2 separate regions of the Pan troglodytes genome follow, and region 1 is linked to region 2. The links are chromatin contacts, called in public Hi-C maps. All regions are on one chromosome and are shown on one strand. Each heading gives the region's core, a stretch centred on a gene start, on an enhancer-like site or on the middle of the called end of the contact. The rest is flanking DNA. Distances are from core to core; before and after follow the strand shown.

What was found. Hi-C and Micro-C count contacts between places; a contact is called where the count stands out from the background.
Region 1: a contact with region 2 is called in a Hi-C map of induced pluripotent stem cells, with 3 times the contacts expected there. The contact joins two enhancer-like sites. A contact is called at or near these places in 5 of 7 Hi-C or Micro-C datasets (blood, induced pluripotent stem cells, a lymphoblastoid cell line and 1 more) and 1 of 1 other capture datasets (stem cell-derived neural stem cells).

Annotation. Positions count from the first base shown.
Region 1 is chr10:102,175,363-102,181,027 of NHGRI_mPanTro3-v2.0_pri, reverse strand. No RefSeq gene overlaps it. Among named protein-coding and RNA genes, the nearest start is that of MIR331, 29 kb to the right of the region's middle. Within about 2 kb of position 3,822, at least 9 of the 24 cell types and tissues checked have an H3K27ac peak or open chromatin away from gene starts, as enhancers often do. A contact at or near this core is called in induced pluripotent stem cells and stem cell-derived neural progenitor cells, where this site is marked.
Region 2 is chr10:101,958,891-101,965,021 of NHGRI_mPanTro3-v2.0_pri, reverse strand. All of the region lies in intron 6 of FGD6 (FYVE, RhoGEF and PH domain containing 6), which reads left to right. Among named protein-coding and RNA genes, the nearest start is that of NR2C1, 46 kb to the right of the region's middle. Within about 2 kb of position 4,576, at least 3 of the 24 cell types and tissues checked have an H3K27ac peak or open chromatin away from gene starts, as enhancers often do. A contact at or near this core is called in induced pluripotent stem cells and stem cell-derived neural progenitor cells, where this site is marked.

The DNA.
Region 1 (5,665 bases), core at 2,573-5,072, 220 kb before region 2:
GTAGGTCAAGGCTACAGTGAGCCGTCATTGCACCACTGCACTCCAGCCTGGGCGACAGAGCGAGACTCTATCTAAATAAATAAATAGGTCAAGTAATATTAGAAACATGAAAATGTCCACTGGTCTTGGCAATACAGAGGTCTTTGGTGAGCTTATGAAGGCATTTCTAATGGAGGAATGAGGATAGAGTTTAAAATTTTTTGTTCAAGGATGCAAATATTGCTGAATGAAGCAAAAGATTTGTTGCCTGGAATTTAATATCTTTACAACTCTTTGTTCTTTTAGAGTCATTCGGATTCCTTTCGGTTGCTCAAATATAACATTGTATCTGCTTCTAAATTCATGGGCAGCAATTGTCCTCTTCTGGTTCAAAGGCACAATATAATCCCAGGAATTTTTTTGGTATGTGCTTTGAGATATAATGACTCTTTTGACTGGGCTGTTGTGTATGATGTTTGCATGACTTGGGGATTATTCATAGGGTCAACAGAAGGCTACCAAAATAGCTCAGCTTAAATCACAACCTTGGGATAACCCTTGACTTCAGGTCTTCTTATAACTGCAGATTTAAAACTGTTGCATTATCTTTACTGTTACTCTAATGAATTTAAAAATTGAATACTCTGTTAAAACTGAGGTGGCCAAATCATTCACCTCATGAGTTCATATGAAAATTAAGTGCTAAAATTTAATTCCCACCTTTATGAAGCTTATAACCTAGTTGAGGAGATATGGCTACATAAAAATCCATAGTGTAAGACCTAGTAGAATAACTACCATAAGCAAGACAGCCTAGTGTGGTAGAGAAAAAGCATGAACTTTGAAAACAAACACACTTGAGTTCAAACCTTGGTTCTACTATTTGCTTGCTGTGTGACCTTTGGTAAATTACTAAGCTTCTCTGAGCTTGTATCCTCCCTTTCAAAAGGGAGAAATAATAACCAACTCATAAAATTATTGTAAAAATTCAGTGAGATAATGTGCACAAAGTGCTTGTTTCAATTCCTGGCACATCATAGGCAATAAATGCTAATTCCCTTCCACTGGTTTTTCAGTTCAACGAATGTTTATTGAATGTCTGCTCTGTGCCAAACACAAGTACTGAATACTGAAGATACACTCACTCACTCACTCAGTCAATAAAATGAGCCACAGTTCCTTCTGCCAAGGAGCTCCTAGTCCAGTGGGGTGAGCCACAGCCTGAGGCTTCCTGAGAAGTGTCATATGTGCATAGCCACTTGGGTTTCCTCATAGCCACTTGGGTTTCCTCACAACATGGTGCTGGTTTGAAGAAGGAATGTTCCTGGCCGAGCACAGTGGCTCATGCCAGTAATCCCAGCACTTTGGGAGGCCGAGGTGGGAGGATTGTTTGAGCCCAGGAGTTCAAAACCAGCCTGGGCAACATAGTGAGACCCTGTCTCTACAAAATTAAAAAAATTAGCTGGGCTTGGTAGTGTATGCCTGTAGCCCTAGCTACTCAGGAGGCTGAGGCAAGAGGATCACTTGAGCCTGGAGGTCAAGGCTGCAAGGAGCTGTGATTACACCACTGCACTCCAGCCTCGAAAGTTATGTGGTATGCTATTGCTCATACTATTGGTTAAAGCCAACTGTATACTAGCCCCTAAGGGTAGGTAGGATTTTGTCAGAGAGATGAGCAGAAGGAAGAGAAAGAGGTTCCAGGCAGAGGACATGTTGTAAGTAAAGATAAGGTTTGGCGCACAAGAAACCAGGTGACCTGAATTTTAGTCTAAGACCTTCCCCTTTAACCAGCTGTATTTGTTTGGGTTCATGTCATCTGGAAAAAAAGAAGACTGAGTTAGATCAGTGGCTCTCAATCACAGCTGATGCTTTGGATACATAAAAAAAAAAGACTTCTGGGCTTCACCCTCGAACAATTAAATCAGAATGTCTGTGGATGAGACCCAGCATCAGTATTCTCTTTATTACAATATAGTTTACATACAACGTAATGCGTTCAAGTGAATATTTTAAGCGCCAATGAGTTTGACAAACGTATGTACCCATGTAATCACTTCCACAGTCAAGATAGAAAACACTGCCATCACCCCAAAAGTTTCCTTTGGCCCATTAGCTGCCAGTCCTTCCAATGTCATCCCCAGATCACCACTGATCAGCGTTCTGTCACTATAGATTAGGTTTGTCCCTTCTAGAATTTCATCTAAAAGGATTCATATGCCTGTAATCCCAGCACTTTCAGAGGCTGAGGCAGGTGGATCACGAGGTAGGGAGTTCAAGACCAGCCTGGCCAACATAGTGAAACCCCATCTCTACTAAAAATACAGAAAATTAGCCAGGCGTGGTAGCAGGTGCCTGTAATCCCAGCTACTTGGGAGGCTGAGGCAGGAGAATCACTTGAACCCAGGAGGCAGAGGTTGCGGTGAGCGGAGATCATGGCACTGCACTCCAGCCTGGGTGACCGTCCAAGACTCCATCTCAAAAAAAAAAAAAAAAAGGATTCATACAGTAAGTATTATTTTGTCTGGCTACAATGAGGTATTAGCGTTTGTTTTAAAAGTTTCTCTGGGTGATTTTAATGAGAAGCAATGACTGGATGATCTTTCAGGACCCTTCCAGCTAAAAAGATGCCATGATTTCATCTGCTAGCCTAGAGGCACTTTATGAAAGTTGCATTTTGGGAATAATATATATGATAGATATCATTGTAATAATTATGACAATGGTAATACTAATGTTTATTGATCTTTAACTATGTGCCCAGGCACTGTGCTAAGTTATTCATGTGTATTTTCTTATCTAAATCCTCACAGCAATCCAGGGGGTAGGTACTAATTTTATCCCTGATAACAGAGGTGGAAACTGAGACACAGGTTAACTTATCTAAGGTCAAGGAGCTCGCATGTGGTGGGATCAGAATTCAAATCCAGATTTTCTCACTATGAACAGAGACTGCTTTTAATCAAAATTCTGCAAGAGTTTCTACAAGGTGAAGTCTCAGCCCCCACTTCCTCGGACATGCTCATAAGAAGTGTAAAGTGTTCCCAGATGAATGCTTTCAGCTTGTTGATGAGCTCCAGCTGGGGAGAAGAACTAATTCAAACGTACATTTAGCAAGAAGGCACAGAGCCTACCTCAATATGCAAAGGAATCCAGCTTGTTTCAAGTGTCAAGTGACAGTTTAGACAAGAGAAAAGGACTCAGTACAAATGAGATGGGACAGAGGTTGCATCCCGTGCTTGTCTTCTGAGATATATACAAAATAGAGAAACAAAGACTAACTCATCCACTGATTTCACCGTAGTAATGCAGATTATTTCCTGACATTTCAATACACAGATACACACAGATACACACACACACACACACACACATCTATTTTCAGTTTTCAAAATATTCATCACTGTCACTACGAACAATGAACAACTAGTCTTATTTTGTGGTAGAGGGGTCTTCCCAGAGTACCTGACAGGTGACCAAATATCACCCTGCTCCTGCAAACCTATTTGATTCTGGGAGTCTTGGTAGACGTGCTTGGTTGGTTTACAGCCTGTGCTTCTTATAAATTCACTGGTGGCTTAAAAAAAAAAAAAAGCATCAGCACGATGAAAATATATGTCTTTCTTAAGTTGCACTCACCCATGACATCCAAATCAAAGCCTTGTCAGCTGAGGTTGTCCCAGTTCCCTCCAAGAGAATATTAACAATTAATCCTGATCACCCGAAACAAACAGGTTCCTATTCAAATACGGGCTGTCAGTATCTGGCTGTCAAGCCAAGAGCAAGGCTAAGGACTCAGCCTGCCTAGCTGTCTGCCCGCTGGGTGACAGTGTTGATCCATCTGAAATAAATGCGCTTTGTCCCTGGGCCAGAAAACACCAGGTCCCTAAAAGGAAAGACTGCAGCCAGATGGTGTTCTGAGGGCCTGGGGAAACGCTTTGCCTTCCTTCCCCGGAGAGAAGCAGAATGATTCTGTGTTTTCTTTATCTTTCAAAGGAAGATGTGAGGTGAAGCATTGTTCTGATGTTACCATATTGGGCTAGGTTTCTCTGGGCGAAGTGCTACGGAGAATGATGTGATTACGCATAATAAATTAACTTGCATTTTCCTGATAATTTAATGAGGGCAAAGAGCTTGCAACGAGCGTTGTGAAAACTCAGCTGAAAATTCATTTCAGCTGTTTGTTCGGATGCATGGGGCTGGAAGGATTCTTTAACTGAAGTGTTCTTTTTTATACACATGTGCATCCAGGGCTCTGGGGTGGGACAAGATTGTCTCTGTGGAATATTATTTCCAAATTGCCAGCTCACATATTTACATTACTCTATCTGTTCTGACGTGATCCTTGACTTCAAGAGGAAAGAGAGTTCCTGTCCAGATACAAATACTGTTCAGATGCAAATACAGGAACAGGCCAGCTGCAGTGGCTCATGCCTATAATCCTAGCACTTCCCTGGGAGGCCGAGGTGGGAGGATCACTTGAGGCCAGGAGTTCAGGACCAGCCTGGTCAACGTGGTGAAACCCCGTCTCTAATAAAAATACAAAAATTAGCCAGGCATGGTGGCGTGTGCCTATAATTCCAGCTACTTGGGAGGCTGAGGCGAGAATCACTCCAGCCTGGGTGACAGAGTGAGACTCCATTTCGAAAAACAACAAAAACAGGAACAAATACTGTAGTCTGTAGTTACAATTCCAGGTGACCAGTGGAAATGGTTGAAGTGTGTAGTGACACCGCAGTAGAGGAGAGAGAATGATGGAACCAGCCATGTCTCTCCTTTAAAGGGACAAGACAGAAGATGAGTTGAGTGCTTCAGGAGGCTTTAAAAGGCTTGGTTTGGGCCATTTTTTGTTCTCCTCCACTGTACCTCTCCAAAGATGGAGTAAAGAGAATAGTGACTCAAAACATTGTGACTCTTCATCACAATGTTTTATGAGGAATGAAGCCATGTTAATTTTTTTTTTAAGCGAGACAGAGTCTGTCACCTAGACCGGAGTGCAGTGACACAATTATAGCTCACTGCAGCCTTGACTCCTGGGCTCAAGGGATCCTCCTGCCTCAGCTTCCTAAGTAGCTAGGACTGCAGGCACACACCATCACACGTGACTAATTTTATTTTTTGTAGATTTGAGGCCTCACTATGTTGCCCAGACTGGCATCAAACTCCTGGCCTTAAGTGATAGATCCTCCTGCCTCATCTTCCCAAAATGGGGGGATTACAGGCATGAGCCACTGCACCGAGCCAAAGTCATGTTTACGTGAGCCTTTGTCCCAAATTCTTATAATCAGGTTGAAAGACTAAAATAGAATTATCAACTTAAGAAATTATATCACAGAACTTTTAGTACTTAGTATATGTGCTGCCGAAGCGAGCACAACAAAACTTATAGTACTTAAATAGTTTCTTGGCTGGGCATAGTAGCTCAGGCCTGTAATCTCAGCACTTTTGGAAGCTAGACAGGAGGATTGCTTGAGACCAGGCGTTCAAGACCAGCAACATAGTGAGATCCCATCAAAAAAAATTATTTTTAAGTTTCTTTTTTCTCCTTTGTTTTATTTAATATTATTTGATCCAACCTATTTGAGCCAGGTTAGCACATTTATATTTTATTACATGTGACATAATAAAGGTTTGGGTTTTTTAATAACAAAGGTTTTTGATATTTCAATTACACTACAACTGCAGTCGT
Region 2 (6,131 bases), core at 3,327-5,826:
ACAGGATGAAAGATAGTTTTGTAGGCCCAGAAAAATTAATTATAAAGGAATATATATATATATATATATATATATATATATATCCTTTTTTTTTTTTTTTGAGACGGAATTTTACTCTTATTACCCAGGCTGGAGTGCAATGATACGAACGCAGCTCACTGCAACCTCCACCTCCTGGGTTCAAGTGATTCTCCGGCCTCAGCCTCCCTAGTAGCTGGGATTACAGGTGCCTGCCGCCACGCCCGGCTAATTTTTTGTATTTTCAGTAGAGACAGGGTTTCACCATGTTGGCCAGTCTGGTCTCAAACAACTGACCTCAAGTGATCTGCCCGCTTCGGCCTCCCAAAGTGCTGGGATTACAGGGGTGAGCCACAGCAGCCAGCCTGTAAATGAAAATATTGACACTTTTCATTTCATTTTATTTATTTTATTTTTTGAGGCACCTTTGCACCATTATAATAACATTAAAATATTATAAAAGTTTAAAATACAGTCAAAGTAAAAAGGCAAACAGCACATCAGAAAATATACCTCTAGGAAATTTTCATTTCAGTACAAATACTAAAAATAGACATCTAGACTAAAAATAGACATCTAGACTAAAAATATGAACAAATATAATAACTTAGAAAAAAAGAGCACATAATAAATATATAGTGGTGTATTGTGTCCTTCGAATGATAACTATCAAATAAAACAGGTTACCAATTCTATTAGCAATAAAAAACTGCAGCACACAAAATTGGCATTTACTGAAACTGTTATTCTCATATATTTGTATTAAAAGTTTCACATCCCTTTAGGAAAGGTTTTTTGTGATATGTATCAAGCACCCAAAAATAATTTAATATTTTATTTTATTTTATTTTATTTTTGAGGTGGAGTTTCACTCTGTCACCCAGGCTAGAGTGCAGTGGTGCGATCTCGGCTCACTGCAACCTCTGCCTCCGGAGTTTAAGCAATTCTCCTGCCTCAGCCTCCCGAGTAGCTGGGACTATAGGCGCACACCACCATGCCCTGCTAATTTTGTATTTTTAGTAGAGACAGGGTTTCGCTATGTTGGCCAGGCTGGTCTTGAACTCCTGACCTCAGGTGATCCACCTCCTTCACCCTCCCAAAGTGCTGGGATTACAGACATGAACCACCATGCCCAGCCTAAAATTTTTTTTAACTTTAATTTTTTTCTATATCACAAATCATGAAGCAAAAAAAATACTAAATAAATAAATAAATAAATTATTCTCCCTGATCCCAAGGAAAGAATCTGAAATATGGAAGAAGGCATGCTTTATTTATTTATTTATTTATTTATTTATTTTTATTTATTTATTTTTGAGATGGACTCTCACTCTGTCACCCGGGCTGGAGTGCAGTGGCGTGATGTCAGCTCACTTCAACCTCCGCCTCTTGGGTTCAAGCAGTTCTTCTGTCTCAGCCTCCTGGGTAGCTGGGACTACAGGCGCATTCCACCACACCCGGCTAACTTTTGTATTTTTGGTAGAGATGGGGTTTCACCATGTTGGTCAGGGAGGTCTCGAACTCCTGACATCGTGATCCTCCTGCCTCAGCCTCCCAAAGTGCTGGGATTACAGGCATGAGCCACTGCACCTGGCCTATTTTTTTATTTTTATTTTTGTTTTTTTGAGATGGAGTCTTGCTCTGTCACCCAGGCTGGAGTGCAGTGGCACAATCTTGGCTCACTGCAACCTCTGCCTCCTGGGTTCAAGCGATCCTCCTGCCTCCACCTCCCTAGTAGCTGGGATTATAGGCGTGTGCCACTACCCCCAGCTAATTAGTAGAGACAGGTTTTTGCCATGTTGGCAAGGCTGGTCTCAAACTCCTGACCTCAGGTGATCTGCCCACTTCGGCCTCCCAAAGTTCTGAGATTACAGGTGTAAGCCACCACACCAGTCGACAGTGCTAATCAGTGTTACTTATAAATCCAAACCCATTAACTTACAAAAGTAAAAGAGGACAGTATTTATAATTATGCCTGGACAGCAGGTATAAGGCAGGACTATATGGGGAGATAAGGTTGTATTGCCATCCTACTTACGTAAATAGCCAAAACAAATTAAATGCACTAAAGAGCTAATAGAACACCTAAGTACTGTATGATATACCCCTAGGATGGTTTTTAAGTCAAATCAAGCATTTATAAAAACAAGGAAATAGTTTAGTAATTGTTTTTCTCAGAGATGTTCATAGTTTAAGTTTTCCTCATTATTTAATTTTTCAAATTTTTCATTTTTTATTTTATTCAACAAAATATGTTTCATGATATTTTGGAATGAGAATCGTTACAGTTTTCATTCTGGTTCAGCCTAGTTATTTTATGCATGAGGATATTAACACACAAAAATGCTATGGGGCATGGCCAAAGTCCCATGCCTCAACTAGATGTGGCTGGACCAGGCAGAGTAAGCATTTCTATCTTTATTATTATTATCATCATCATCATCATCTAAAGACTTAGAGATGGGTCTCACTATGTGCCCAGGCTGTATCCTCCCACCTCGGCCTCCCATAGTGCTGGGATTACAGGCATGAGCCATTGCACCTGGCCCAAGAATTTCTGTCTTCTAATTCCAGAGCAAGGGCTCTTGACCACTTCACCAAGCTGCCTTGAAGTGTCAGTATGTTTTGTAACTTGACACTTGATGCTTGTTTTTGGTATTTAAAATGATCAGTACTTTGTTTCACAAGTCAGGCTAATTTTAGGTTGTTTCTTGCAAAATCTGAAACTTCATAAAACTTTACAAAGTCATATTGACTAGACTTACTTTTCTCTGGATCCCATAATTCTGTATGTGTTGCTGATCCCACTACATATTTATGGAGGAAAGAAGAAATCTGAAAAATACAAAGCAAGACATGTCCTCAAATTCAAAACACTTGACTTTGGAATGTTATCCCTCCTATACACTCATTTCCTCTGTGCTTTGCTGCCAAACATTTCTCAGTGCACGGTCCAGGAATCTGACTGGGTGTTGAATGCAAAAAGTCCCAGATTCCCACAGATGACTAATTTTTATTAATAGTTAACAGGACTTCCGACTAGTTTCTGCTCTAAGTTGGTTATGTATTGATTAGGTAATCAATGAGTGGTGTTAAGGCTCCCTGGGAACCCTTATACAGAAAACTTAGATTTCCAACAAGATATAGTATATATTGGGTCCTCATCCTTTCTCTCTCTCTCTTTTTTTTTTTTTTGAGACAGAGTCTCGCTCTGTCATCCAGACTAGAGTGTAGAGGTACAATCTCGGTTCACTGCAAACTCCACCTCCTGAGTTAGCAAATCTCCTGCCTCAGTCTCCTGAGTAGCTGGGATTGCAGGTGCCCACTACCATGCCTGGCAAATTTTTATATTTTTAGTAGAGATGGGGTTTCACTATATTGGCCAGGCTAGTCTCAAACTCCTGACCTCAAGTGATCTGCACACCTCAGCCTCCCAAAGTACTGGGATTACAGGCATGAGCCATTATGCCTGGCCTTGGGAATTTGTTGTTGTTGTTGTTGTTTTTGAGACAGAGTCTTGCTCTGTCACCCAGGCTGTAGTGCAGTGGCATGATCCCAGCTCACTGCAACCTCTGCCTCCCAGGTTCAAGCGAGTCTCCTGCCTCAGCCTCCTGAGTAGCTGGGATTACAGGCATGCGCCCCCATGCCCGGCTAGTTTTTGTATTCTTAGTAGAGACGGGGTTTCACCATGTTGGCCAGGCTGGTCTCGAACTCTTGACCTCATGATCCGCCCACCTCGGCCTCCCAAAGTGCTGGAATTACAGGCATGAGCCACTGCGCCCGGTGGCCTTGGGCATTTTATATGAGAACAAAATTAACTTGTACTGGCACCGTGGCTCACACCTATAATCCCAGCACTTTGGGAGGCCAGGGTGAGAGAATCACTTGAGTTCAGGAGTTCAAGACCAGCCTGGGCAACATAGTGAGACATCATCTCTACAAAAAATAAAAAACTTAGCCCAACGTGGTAGTACAGGTCTGTTGTCCTAGCTACTTGGGAGGCTGAGGTGTGGGACAGCCACTTGAGCCTGGGAGATTGAAGCTACAATGAGCATTGATCACACCGCTGCACACTCCAGCCTAGGCAACAGAGCGAGACCCTCCAAAAAAAGAAAGAAAAAAAAAGGCAGCTTGCATATCCCTAGAAGTTGCACATAGTATGTTGTGTTCCAGTTAATTTTTTGCTACTCATGTTGGGTGATGGTGATGGAGTTAATAAACTTTTATTAATCAGTGATGCCACCTGGTGGCCAGAGAGTACATTTTGTAGTGTACCTACATGCTGAACCAACATCTGCTTTTTTTTCCTTTGATAAAAATAACCTCAGTGGCATTTGAGGCAGTTTTATTAGTGAAGTTTTGAATAATGCTCAATTTGTTTTGGCAGGAACAGAGAGGTCATAGAATACTACCAGTCTAACATGGCAAACTGAAATGACTGCTCTCCTCGTTGTTATTAGGAAAGCTTCTGCCGAATACCAGGTCCTAAGTGATAGGTGGTTCCCTATGACCAATATAGGCGTGTCTGTCTGGTCTCCTTTCCTGGGTTTCACCTGGGTTATAACAGTTACTGGGGCAGCTACTGGTTTCCTGTTCCTCCCATCTGACTCAGGGTGATCAGTCACATTCTTATGCTGCAGTTAAGGCCCCAGGTGATTCTTAACTGTTTAAGGAGATCCAGGCCCTGCTCTCTTTGCCAAGGTAAAAGTTCTCAAAAAGATATACTGCAAGAAGATGCCCTAAAAACATGAATGGATGGATGGATGGATTGATGGATGGGTGGATGGATGGATAAGTTGGAGAGTTGGATTTTGGAGACCATAAAGATATTTTTAAAAATTGGCAAGGAGGGTAAACCTAACTCCGTTACTTCCTTGATTAATAGCATGATGTTGCAACGTGTTAATGGTGGGTTTTCTGCTCAGTGTATTTCAACTGTGTTCATAAAAGTTCATGTTTGAGTACAAGCAAAGAAAATGCAACTTAGAAGTTTATGAGGCTCAGCACAGTGATTCTGAGGTCAGGATTTCCTAATATGGACATCTTCTGGGGAGCCCTTTTGGTTTAGAGAAATGTCTCTGTTTTCATGGATATACTTCTGTATTAAAAAACAGAAATTTAAGACAAACTAGGAAGTCGCCATGAGTCTGATATTTAGGTAAATCTGCATTCCTTTCCACAACAAGATATAGTAACTAACAGCTTAAGGAAAATCACTTGATTAATGAGGTAGCTTAGGGTTTGAGAACATCTAATAGGGAGGGTAAGTTTGTCTCCCCAACCCTGTCAACTGTCAGCCATAGAAATGTTAAATGTTTGCACTCACCAGACATGGATTATGTAATATATTGAATGCATTCTGAGTGGGGTCAGAGTGAGAATATTTATTTTCATCTCCAGATGGGGCTAAGTATAACATATAACTTATGTATTTTGTTAATTTGGGAATTTTTTATTTTTTGTGTGTGCCCACTTCATTTTTCCTTTATATTTTGGGGGGGATGCTCTCTTCGTTCAGATTAAGATCTAAATTGCTAGCGATGGTCTCTGGCAAGATAGAACCTATGCCATGGCGCAGGGAAGCTTAATATGTTTATACATAACATCTCACCATGGCTTATTGCCAGTGCTGGATATTTATAATGTGCACGTCTAGACTCACACAGGCTCTTAGATCACTGTCTCAAAGACTTACGAAGTTTCAGCACGGGGCACGTGTTTGTGTCATCTGTTATGTTTGAAGATCTGGCACCAATACCCCTGTTTTCCTTTGTTCCTCTGAGCATGATGTCATAAATCCATGAGATGAAGTTGTATCTATTCCATAATAGTACTAACTAGCAGTTGGGTCTGATAAAGATATATTCAGTCACTGAACACACCTTTCCTCCTTTCATTTCCTCGGTTCCCACTGGCATTAGAATCGGTTTCAGCATTTATTGCCTTTTACCTCAACTAAAATACAATCCTATCTAAAAAATAATATATTTTTGGCCAGGTGCAGTGGCTCACTGCCTGTAATTCCAGCACTTTGGTAGGCTAAGGCAGGAGGATTGCTTGAGGCCAGGAGTTAAAGACCAGCCTGGGCAATAAAGCGAGACCCTGCCTCTGCA